2 separate regions of the Sus scrofa genome follow, and region 2 is linked to region 1. Evidence: chromatin contacts called from public Hi-C data. All regions are on one chromosome and are shown on one strand. Each heading gives the region's core, a stretch centred on a gene start, on an enhancer-like site or on the middle of the called end of the contact. The rest is flanking DNA. Distances are from core to core; before and after follow the strand shown.

Region 1 (2,822 bases), core at 201-2,700:
TTTTTTTTTTATTTCTGCAGTATCAGTGGAGATTTCTCCTTTTTCATTTCTGATTTTGTTTATTTGGGTTCTTTCTTTTCTTCTTTTTGAGTCTGGAAAGTGGTTTGTCAATTTTGTTTACCCTTTTGAAGAATGACCTCTTGGTTTTATTGATTTTTTTTCCTTTTTCTTCTGTTTAATAATCTATTGGCTTTTTAATATCTACTTTATTTTCTCTCTGACCTATATTATGTTCTAAATAAGGCATGCATCACCATGAACTTCCCTCTAAGAACACCTTTTGCAGCATTCCACAGATTTTGTATGGTTGTGTCTTCATTGTCATTTGCCTCAAAATATTTTTTAGCTTCTTCTTTGATTTATCATTAATATTGGGGTTTTTTGGTAACTCGTTGTTCAGTCTCATGTAATTGTTTTTTTCTCATTTCTTTTTCTGTTTTATGTTGATTTCTAGTTTCATGCCACTGTGAAAAGATGCTTGAAATAATTTTTATATTCTTAAATTTGTTGAGGCTCCTTTTGTGCTCTATTGTGTAGTCAATCCTAGAGGATGTTCCATGTGCACATTCTGCTTTTTCAGGGTGTAATGTCCTGAAAATATAAATTAAATCTAACTGTTTTATTATATGATTTAGAATCTCTGTTGCCTTGTTGATTTTATGTCTTGAAAATCTGTCCTTTAATGTGAGTGAGGTGTTAAAATCTCCTACTAGTATTGTATTCCCATCAGTTTCTCCCTTTTTGTCTGTTAGTATTTGTTTTATTTATTTTAAGACCCCAAATAATCTCTTATTCACAGCCTTCTGCATAGTTTTTTAGGTTAACAGACTGTACACATTTTAAAAGAGAATAAAATCATCACTCTCATGTGAATACAAAATGAACACATCAAGGATTTTATTTAACTCAGTAATAAGAGAACCAGTAAGGTATATAAAATGGGAATTTGACTTCCAGAGATTTATATTCTCTATCTGACAAAACTCTCTTGCCTTGCCATGAACAGGAATCATTTTCTTGGCTGCCCTTAGGAAATATTTTCATTATTGAACTCCTAGGGAGTTCCTGTCATGGATCAGCAGAAAAGAATCTAACTATCATCCATGATGATTCTGGTTCGATACCTGGCCTCAACTAGTGGGTTAAGTATCCAGTATTGCTGTGATCTGTGGCATAGGTCACAAACACGGCTCGGTTCTGACATTGCTGTGGCTGTGGTGTAGTCTGGTGGCTACGGCTCTGATTCGAGCCCTAGTCTGAGAACCTCCATATGCCATGGGTATGGCCCTAAAAAGACAACAACAACAACAAAAATTCTACAAGCTAACTTCTATCTCTATGAACCTGTAAGATAACCTAGTCAAAAACAGCCAAAAGCAGGGATGAGTCCACATAGATGAGCTAGCCAGAATGCCTACTAAATTACTAAGCTTTGCACAACTTTCCCCTTCAGGATCAAAGGCCATAGATAAGCCACACAAATATTTTGCTTTTTTTATTACCATTGGGACCTTCACAGAGCATCATGAAAGCTGTATAATGACTGAGATTAAATGATTTGCCAAGCAGGTGTCTGAGTCTCAGATTCAGAGTATTTTGATTAAAAAAAAATAAATTATGTTGATATTTGTTACACCTCTGAGTGTCTGAAATACAATTCATATCTGTTGTATTAAGTTTCTTAAGAACAGAGACATTGATCTACTTCTGTTTTCTTAGACCTGACACCAGATAAATAGGTAATTGGTAAATATTTGCTATATGGATATAATGAATGCTAAGGAACAAGAGAAAATTGAATATTTCACACAGTTAAATAAAACAATTGGGGAAAAGAACTTCTAATCATGAACTATCTCATATGTGTATTCTGCAAATTCTTACCCAATTTCATTGTATTCTGTGTGAGACAGATAATAAGAATCTGATATGGAAACCCAGAGGTTTATGCCTGTTTTCTAAGAAAACTGATAAAGGAAAGAACATCAAGCATAAAATTATTCTCTCTTGTAGGAAAGAAAGTTGTACTTGAAAACTATGCATCGCCTGGGCTCTAGAGAACACTCTCAGGATTATCTGATACTAGTCTGTTATCCTTGTGCTCTTTTGCAACTCTATAAATTGAAGATAAGTGGTAACAATGAAAAATAATTCTTGTATATTGATATACAAATCATGTCATGTCCAATAAAGACTCAATTGATTTCCCTTTCCTTCCTGTGGGGAAACAACTTTTGCCTCCATTTGCACATTCATTTCCATATTCCTGATTTATAAAGGTATCTGTTTCTTCAGATTCTCTAGAACCAGTTATAACATCTGCCTGTTATCCTCATTGTAAGAAGATAGGTTAAGGGGTCCTTGGAGAAAGAGAACCAGGAATGGCTTTCTTGATATAAAAGAAGCTATTTTGGCCTAAGCCATTTTGTGATCTAAGCCAGGCCATAATGATTGCCCTTGAACAGGTCTCAGCAACCATTGTTCTTAAGAAAAGTAAGGGAAGGCAGGAACAAAGGAAAAGCAGTCAAGAAACAATAGTTCAGCAATAAGACAGAATCCTAGTTCCTCCTCAAGGAATATACACCACAACCTGATACAGGTCTTTTGAGTTCTGTAGGAGCTTAAGCCCACACCAAGGTGGAGGATGGAATACTGATGTTAACCATCTGATTTCAATCAGCTGAAGCTTGGGCTCTGTCAAAGACATTTGTCCCAATTCCGTGCTGAATTCTCCTTTGCTCAAGCCTCTTCATGAATATGCATGCACCCTTAGCTTAAAACTTCCTTAGTTTTGCCCTTTAGAGAGATTTTTCTTTGGGAAC
Region 2 (2,700 bases), core at 48-2,547, 200 kb after region 1:
ATCCCTGGCCTCAATCAGTGGGTTGGGGATCCAGCGTTGCAGTGAGCTTAGTGTAGGTTGCAGACATAGCTCAGATCTGGTGTTCCTGTGGCATGGTGTAGGCTATTCAACCCCCAGCCTGGGAACTTACATATGCTGCAGATGCAGCCATTAAAAAAAAAAGACACACAAAAAAAATTACTTGGGGAACAGACTGAGTTGCCGTGAGACAGCAACAGGCAGTTGAGTGTATTCTGCCTTTCTGGGATTTACTTAAAATGTATCGCTCAGGCATGAGCTGGCCTGGTATTATCTTTGGGTTGTATCATGGGTTTCAGGCAAATGTAGAATGTAGAGTGTAGATAAAATTTATTATGTGAATTCCTCCTAAAAGTTAATATATAAATGAAAATAGCATTGTCATAAATATACACTTACCTACTTTCAAAATACTCCTGGAGTTCCTGTCATGGCTCAGTGGTTAACGAACCTGACTAGCATCCATGAGGATGCGGGTTCGATCCCTGTCCTCACCCAGTGGGTTAAGGATCTGGCGTTGCCATGAGCTGTGGTGTAGGTCACAGATGCGGCTTGGATCCCGTGTTGCTGTGGCTCTGGCGTAGGCCTGGGAACCTCTATATGCCACGAGTGTGGCCCTAAAAGACAAAAAGATAAATAAATAAATAAACAAACAAAATACTCTTTCTGAAGTCTCTAGGAGCCAAGTCTGAACACGTCAAACAAGCAATTTGGCAATGCTGAGTGTCTACTGCCTCACTGTGCTCACGCTGGGAGGATCCTACACAGGTATCTTCCATTCACTCTATACCTGAGGAATTTCTGACTGTACAGTGATGTTATTTGCATCTCTTGACAACTTCAGACCAAAGAACCCTTGTGCAATCAGCATGATTTTCAATCCCTGCTCGGCACCCACACCTATCTCCCTCCCAACGCTACTGATACGAAGAACCTGACCTGGGTTGATGGTGTGAGTGTGGCATTCTCGGTGACAAAGTGAGAAACGGTGGGGAGTCACCAGACTAAGTCAGCAAGAAGAGGGGAGACAGTCTGGGTGAGGCACATACAGATGATGAATACATGTGGAGGAAAGGGCTCTGAAAGCAAATAAATAAAGCACAGGCCAGTTCTAAGATAAAAACCAGCCAAGAATGAAACTTCTAATCACATACCATCTAGAATCCTAAGTAACTCACATTTACAGGGCCAAGGATTTTTTCAAATATTTGCAGATGCTTTCTGCAAATATTTAAGGTATAACCATTATCACTCTTAAAGCAAACATCCAGGCACTGAATAGACCCAGCCAGGATCACATCCTGGCTCTGGCATTTACCAGCCATAACAAACTGTGTATGTTTGCCTAGCCTTGGTTTCTCAATTTCAAAAATGGAGATCAGCAAGGATAATTTACAGGGTGGTTGTACAAATTAGAGAGAACTGACATAAAGCATATATGCCAAAGGTCCACACAAAGGAATATTCTACAGATGAAAGCTATATACACTTTAGATTAGAAAATGTATGGTTGCTGTGGATATGCAATCACAAACTGAAATTGACTAGGTTGATGGCATAGTTTTAAATTATAAAAAGTTGGAAAGATATTCAATGCTCCTGGATTGGAAAAATTAATATGGTAAAAATGGCCATATTCCCAAAGCAATCTACAGATTCAATGCAATCCCTATCAAATCACCCATGACATTTTTCACAGAACTAGAACAAACAATCCAAACATTTATATGGAACCACAAAGACCCAGAATTGCCAAAGCAATCCTGAGGAACAAAAACCAAGCAGGAGGCATAACTACCCCAGACTTTAGGCAATATTACAAAGCCACAGTCATCAAGACAGTGTGGTACTGGTACCAAAACAGACAGACAGTCCAAAGGAACAGAATAGAGAACCCAGAAATAAACCCAGACACCTATGGTCAATTAATCTTCGACGAAGGAGGCAAGAATATAAAATGGGAAAAAGATAGTCTTTTCAGTAAATAGTTTTGGGAAAACTGGATAGCCACATGTAAATCAACAAAACTGGAACACACCCTCACAACCATGCACAAAAATAAACTCAAAATGGCTTAAAGACTTAAGCGTAAGACAAAACAACATCAAACTCCTGCAAGAGAACATAGGCAAAACATTCTCTGACATCAACTGCACAAATGTTTTCTTAGGTCAGTCTCCCAAGGCAACAGAAATAAAAGCAAAAATAAACCAATGGGACCTAATCAAACAGACAAGCTTTTGCACAACAAAGAAACCATTAAAAAAAAAAAAAAGACAACCTATGGAGTGGGAGAAAACAGTTTCAAACAATGCAACTGACAAGGGCTTAATCTCTAAAATATACAAATAACTTATACAACTCAAGAGCAAAAAAACCAATAACCCAATTGAAAAATGGGCAAAAGACCTGAATAGATGTTTCTCCAAAGAGGATATGCAGATGGCCAACAGGTGCATGAAAAAAATGCACAACATCACAAATTATTAGAGAACTATAAATCGAAACTACTATAAGGTACCACCTCACACCTGTCAGAATGACCATTATTAACAAGTCAACAAATAACAAATGCTGGAGAGGGTGTGGAGAAAAGGGTACCCTCCTACACTCTTGGTGGGAATGTAAATTGGTACAACTGCTATGGAAAACTGTATGGAGGAACCTCAGAAAACTAAATAT

The links. A called contact is a pair of places that touch in the nucleus more often than the background predicts.
Region 2: a contact with region 1 is called in a Hi-C map of liver, with 8 times the contacts expected there. The contact joins two enhancer-like sites. A contact is called at or near these places in 1 of 47 Hi-C or Micro-C datasets (liver) and 1 of 2 datasets of contacts at active chromatin or transcription factors (alveolar macrophages).

What each region holds. Positions count from the first base shown.
Region 1 is chr13:159,981,626-159,984,447 of Sscrofa11.1, forward strand. No RefSeq gene overlaps it. Among named protein-coding and RNA genes, the nearest start is that of DCBLD2, 81 kb to the right of the region's middle. Within about 2 kb of position 1,451, at least 1 of the 83 cell types and tissues checked has an H3K27ac peak or open chromatin away from gene starts, as enhancers often do. A contact at or near this core is called in liver, where this site is marked.
Region 2 is chr13:160,177,289-160,179,988 of Sscrofa11.1, forward strand. All of the region lies in intron 6 of ST3GAL6 (type 2 lactosamine alpha-2,3-sialyltransferase), which reads right to left. Among named protein-coding and RNA genes, the nearest start is that of ST3GAL6, 47 kb to the right of the region's middle. Within about 2 kb of position 1,298, at least 2 of the 83 cell types and tissues checked have an H3K27ac peak or open chromatin away from gene starts, as enhancers often do. A contact at or near this core is called in liver, where this site is marked.